2 separate regions of the Sus scrofa genome follow, and region 1 is linked to region 2. A link is a contact called in public HiChIP or PLAC-seq data. All regions are on one chromosome and are shown on one strand. The core of a region is the stretch at or near the end of the contact, and the rest is flanking DNA. Distances in the headings are between cores, read along the strand shown. Region 1 overlaps PPARG (peroxisome proliferator activated receptor gamma). Region 2 overlaps SYN2 (synapsin-2).

Evidence for each region. HiChIP or PLAC-seq counts read pairs in DNA pulled down with a chosen protein or histone mark.
Region 1: a contact with region 2 is called in an H3K27ac HiChIP or PLAC-seq map of alveolar macrophages. The contact joins two enhancer-like sites. A contact is called at or near these places in 2 of 2 datasets of contacts at active chromatin or transcription factors (alveolar macrophages and skeletal muscle).

The regions. Positions count from the first base shown.
Region 1 is chr13:68,405,438-68,408,602 of Sscrofa11.1, forward strand. It overlaps PPARG (peroxisome proliferator activated receptor gamma), which reads left to right. Exons shown (of 7, transcript NM_214379.1): 5 at 1,449-1,648. Among named protein-coding and RNA genes, the nearest start is that of PPARG, 43 kb to the left of the region's middle. Within about 2 kb of position 1,549, at least 14 of the 83 cell types and tissues checked have an H3K27ac peak or open chromatin away from gene starts, as enhancers often do. A contact at or near this core is called in alveolar macrophages, where this site is marked.
Region 2 is chr13:68,164,635-68,167,426 of Sscrofa11.1, forward strand. All of the region lies in intron 2 of SYN2 (synapsin-2), which reads left to right. Among named protein-coding and RNA genes, the nearest start is that of TIMP4, 25 kb to the right of the region's middle. Within about 2 kb of position 1,522, at least 5 of the 83 cell types and tissues checked have an H3K27ac peak or open chromatin away from gene starts, as enhancers often do. A contact at or near this core is called in alveolar macrophages, where this site is marked.

The sequences.
Region 1 (3,165 bases), core at 299-2,798, 240 kb after region 2:
AAAGACAAAAAAAAAGTTCTGAATTCATAGATAGAGAGAACAGATAGTGGTTGCCAGAGGCATGGGTTGGAGGAGGGGAAACTGGAGGGAAGGGGCATGGTGAAATGGGTGAAGGGGTCAAAAGGTACAAACTTCCAGCTATAAAATAAATAAGTTTCAGGATGTAATGTACAGCATGGTGACTGCAATTAATAATGCTGTTACGTATTTGAAAGTTGCTAAGAGAGTAGCTCTCAAAAAAGTTCTCATCACAGGAAAAAAGTTACTGTAACTATGTGTGATGTAGATGTTAACTAGATTTATTGGGGTGATCATTTCACAATATGCGCAAATATGGAATCATTGCTATATATTTAAAACTAATATAATAGGTCAGTCATATTCCCATTTTTTTAATTTAACTGTTAAATAGTGTGTAAGCACTTGGGAAGAGGTGTGATAACTGGTAAAAAAAAATAATTATAATGCTGTTCTGATAGCATTGGTAAAGAGGTAGAAAAACATATTTGAGTAAGAGTTACAAGCAGATAGTTTTTTCTCCAACCTGGGCCTCACGAACCTTTCTTATAAATGTTCCTTCCTCTCTACCTTTCTTTCATTCATTTTCTTCTTTCACACTTCCTCACCCCGAAGGCAGCCAAATATTAAGGAAATTGTCTTTTTGACAAACATCATTAAGCGGTGATCCTGGAAAAACTCCGGGGGATCACTATGGCTTCTCTCCACTAAACGTAAAAGGACTTTCTGGCTTCATCACATGAAGGAAAGCACTGTCTATATTTCCCTGTAACAGGGACGAAACAGATTGCACTGACTCCCTGAGAACAAAGCTTACATCTCTACAACTTCGAATTCTGCACAATTCCTTTCCTTCATTCATGAAACATGTTGCTCCTCTTAGGGCCAGACCTCATGTCAAGTGCCGGGGATACAAAGATAAATAAAGACACTGCCCCTAGTTTTCAGGGTGTTATTGTGGAGTGGGCTAAATAGACATATGAAATACAGTACAGTGTGAAGAATACATGGAGGGCTGGGGGATTATAGGAGAAGGAGTATTAAACTCTGTGCGAAAAAATCAGAGGAAGCCTCACAAAGGAGGTGACATTTGGGTGGGGTCTTGAGGGATCAGTAGGAGCTGGCTCTCAATTATTTCATTTGTAAGTAAATATACTTTTCCTTGTTTTGCCGAACTTTCGAATTCTTTTACCTTCCCAGCAATATCATGCATTACTTTCTTTCAAAAGTGAAGGGTTTAATTTTTACCAATACCTCGAGCTATTGCTGTGAAAGAAAAACACGAGCAGAGTTGTAAATAGAAACCAGAACTTGATGTTGGTGGAGAGAAGGAGAGGCTTTTACAGAAGCACAGGGGCTGGGGAGAGAACCGTGCACTTTAGGAGCAGCAGTACGTGCTAATTCGTCCTGCCCTTTCTCTTCCTCTGCAGCCATCAGGTTTGGGCGGATGCCACAGGCTGAGAAGGAGAAGCTGTTGGCAGAGATCTCCAGTGATATCGACCAGCTGAACCCAGAGTCTGCTGACCTCCGCGCCCTGGCAAAGCACTTGTATGACTCATACATAAAGTCCTTCCCGCTGACCAAAGCAAAGGCGAGGGCGATCTTGACAGGAAAGACCACAGACAAATCAGTTAGTTCTCTTCTCCTGTCTTCATTTGGGGTGGCTGGGGTTGTTGTTGTTGTTTCTCCCCTTGAGTAAATGGTTTTACCACATCACACGCACGCACACATGCACGCACACATGATCACACGTGTACAAACACACACACACACAGTACTGTTCGACTATTGGCCGGTACCTACCGCAGGCAGAGTCTGAAACACAGAAAGAGAAGTATTTTCAGACAGGGTAAGTAAACATCATTCTGAATAGGGAAAAACTCCTTCAAGTTCTCCTAATAAAATGTTTAAGAACAGTATAAAAATGCTGCCTAGGAGTTCCTGTTGTGGCTCAGTGAGTTAAGAACCTGATGTAGTCTCCGTGAGGATGTGGGTTTGATCCCTGGCCTCAATGAGTGGGTTAAGTATCTGGTGTTGCTGTGAGCTGTGGTGTAGGTCACAGATGCGGCTCAGATCTGGCATTGCTGTGGCTGTGTGATATAGGCCAGCAGCTGCAGCTCCCATTGGACTCTTAGCCTAGGAACTTCCATATGCCTCGGGTGAGGCTGTTAAAAAAGAAAAAAGAAAAAAAATGCTGCACAAGTCATTTTAACTTTAACAAATGAACTCTGACCTCTCATCCCACCACACCCTTTCAGGATCCCTGTCTTTTCTTGGCATCAGAATAACTGGCCACAACTGTATCCCTTCAAGCAGCCTTGCTTTTCTCTGGAAGGGCCTGACCTCGGTTTGGAAGAGATATTCAGTTCCATTATTGTATCATTCAGGAGAATGACTTGAGTCCTTTCTTAGGAGGTTCTCCATGGGGCACAAAAATAGGCTTCAGATATTACATCTCCTTTCTTTTCTGTAGTGCTCTCTCAATAGCTCTGTCCTTCTGCTGTGCATGAATTTTATCTTCTGGGAGGCTCCCAGCAGCCCAGGCTACCTCAGTGGATTCTCAGACACCTGCAGGCTTATTGATGACTACTGTTGAGAAAACTCAGAACGGGTTATGATGGTTAGAGTCAGGTTTTCCAAGAAGCAGAAATATTCCCTGATTGGAAGCTGAGAAAGCAAGTCGGGAGTTATATTAAAACAAAACACAGCTATACCTGAATCTGGTCCCAGTGCTGCCATCACCTTGCATTGCGACTGTGAGCTGGGTCACATCCATGTACCTCGGTTTTCACAGGTAGGGTCTGGCTTTGGGTATGATGTCTGTAGCAGGTTCCTAGGGTGGTAAGAGCCATAGAATACATTCAGAAGACACTTCTCAACCCTTGAAATCCTGTTCATGTTGTTTATTTTCAAACAAATACCTGCAGGAAAGGTGTGAAATTACTGGGCAGAAATGTGTAACTTTCCCCCCACTCATTTATACTTTGGGGAAAAATTTATCATGCGTTAATATATTTTGGTGACTGCCTCAAGATGTTTTTTCTTTTTTCCCTTTTCCTCTTAGCTAAACCATAAGAGTAGAATCAGCTAATAGAAAACTCCTGTGAGATACTTTTGCATAAAAAGCCAAATACAAGAAGGGCAGTG
Region 2 (2,792 bases), core at 272-2,771:
TTTCTTATTCCTAAACCAGTTACCCATAACAGACATTTCTCGGTGTACTAAAAGAAAGTTTTATGCTTCATGAATTAGATTTGAGTTAAGAACCCTTTTACCAATGTAAGGCCTACCTATATTAGGTCTCATTTTTGTCTTTGTTCCAGAACATCTGTAGGGGATGTCTTTGTATCACTCAATTAAAGCCATTTTTTTTTCTTTTTTATTTTAGGGCCATGCCCGAGGCATATGGAGATTCCCAGGCTAGGGGTCGAATCAGAGCTGTAGCTGCTGACCTACGCCATAGCCACAGCAATGCGGGATCCGAGCCGCATCTGCCACCTACACCACAGCTCAGGGCAATGCTGAATCCTTAACCCACTGAGCAAGGCCAGGGATCTAAGCTGCATCCTCATGGATGCTAGTCAGATTCGTTAACCATTGAGCCACTATGGGAACTCCTAAAGCCTATTTTTAATATCACTATCATTTCCCAGTTATCTTCAAAGTTTCTAGGCCTAACCAATCAAATGATCAATTGAGTTGCCTGATGGGTGTTATGCAGTAGCTACTGGTTTGCCATGTACTAGTAAACAGCAGTCCTTTAGTCTAGTTACAGCACCAGCTTCCCAAATGCTCTTGATTCCTGGTTGGCTCCCTCTACTCATTTCTATGTCCCAGACAAAGTGGTCTCTCAGATCTTAGGCACATCCGATTATGTCACCTTTCCACGTAAAATCTTTGACAATGTTTTGGGAAACAGTTGGGAAAATTTGATTATCAACTCAGTAAAGATACTTTAAATTATTATTAATTATTAAATAATAATAATTATTAAAGACTCATCACCCTAGGATAGGCAATCCATAAAGAGAAGTAAATTACATTCTTCCTCTCTGTCTCTCTCTCCCTTTCCATCCCTGACCCTGACCCAGCCTGTCTGTGCCTGTATTTTCCCCGCACCTATCTTCTCACTCTTCTCTCTTTAAATAAACACTTAATTGCCTCCCCCCCCCAAAAAAAAGAGGGAGAAAGAGAGAGAAGTTAATTAGAAGTTACAGGGGCTAGGGGAAGGGAGGAATAGGTAGTTATTGCCTAATGGTTACATAGTTTCTGTTTTAGATAATGAAAAAGTTTTGGAAATAGTGTTGCTGGTTGCACAACATTGTGAATGTACTGAATGCCACTGAGTTTACACTTGAAAATAGTTTAAATGGCAAATTTTGTTATATATTTGGCCACAATAAAAAAAATTTTAAGCCATTGTAAGTTAGAGATATTACTTAAAATTTTACAAGAGAAATGACATGATATTTGGGATTTTCTTTAGCACACCCAATAGTCTCAACAACAGTGAGAATAATAAATGAAAAACATTTGCAAAATGTTGAAAACTATTGAGGATGTATTTTTTTCATAATAAAAGATTAAAAAAAGGTCTTTTGGAAGCTGTTATGTCCCACCTACTCAGCCTGACATTTGATATTCTTTGACAGTCTGTCCCTTCCCTTTCTCCGCTGCCTCAGCTCTGGCTTCTCAGTCTGTGTGACCTACTCCCAAGGCAGCTGGGCTGTGCAGTGCTCAGTGCTCAGTGCTCAGGCAGCCTCTGTGCCTTGGCACTGGCCTTTCAATTCTGCTTTCTCCTTCTTCTGTGGCAAAGTCCCCCTCATTCTTTAAGACTCAGGTCTGTCTCTGGAGCCTTCCTGGACTTCTCCAGGCAGAGATTTCCCTTTTTTGGGTTCCTACAGTGTAGTGTCCACACTCCTAATGCATCTTATGCCTTATGTTCTGGGATTTTATTTATGTTTCTGCTCCCTGCTAACTTGTAACATTCATGAAGGCAGAGGAAACTTAGTTTGCACTTTAAATCTTTCTGAGCTCTATGAAATTTTGTTGCTATTATTTTAGTTGTGGGCATTAAATACTTTTTAAAGGAGAATATTGAGAGGTAGGACTGTGAATACTAGTTATAAATATCGAGTTAAAAAGGACCTTAGCAAATTACCCATAAGCATATTGGTCTCCTTTTCTGGACGTGTTTTCTCTGCTTGGCAACTACTACGTTTCCAGCATCTTCCACTGGGTATTTAGTAAATTATTGCTGAATTTACAGACAAATCACAGCCTTTCTTTCTACAGTTGGAAAAAAAGCCAACAATCTAGATTTGGGTGTGGGGACACACACTTTTTAGAAGCAATAGTTAATTTTCAGGCTTGGTTTGTCAGAGCAGCAAATAAGTACCTGGAGAGAATCACCCGTGCAGCGAAGTCGGCTCCATGGGTGAGCGAGCTGGGGCTACAGCCTGTCTGCAGCACACATCTTGCCAGGGGGTGGCGCCAGGCGCTCACAAACTCTCCCCAAGACTGGCAGGCCTGATTTTACCCTTTGAGTGCAGGGTGGGAAATAGGAATCCTCTACTATTTCTAGCTTCTTTTCTAACTTCTTGATGCCTACAGATGCTTGGCTGAAAGAATAGGAGTTATAGGCAATAATATCTAGAAACTAGGGAACCTTGTTAGAGATAAATGTCCAGACCAGTGCTAGGTATTTACTGGGAACACTGTTGGTGCTTTTATCTTCTAGCTTGAGGTTCTGATTCTTGTGCAAGCCTCAGGCACCCAGGGAAGATCTACACTCTGTGCTGTTTATAGGTCTTTTAGTTTGGATATAGATTGAGAACAGATTTTCATGTGGGGAAGAAGAGAAAAAAAAAAAAAAAAAACCATGACACCCTGGGCCATGCACATGCAAGAAGGAAGAAGACGGCTCAGTCCTGAGGGCAGCCTCTTCTGATTTTCTACATGTGTTC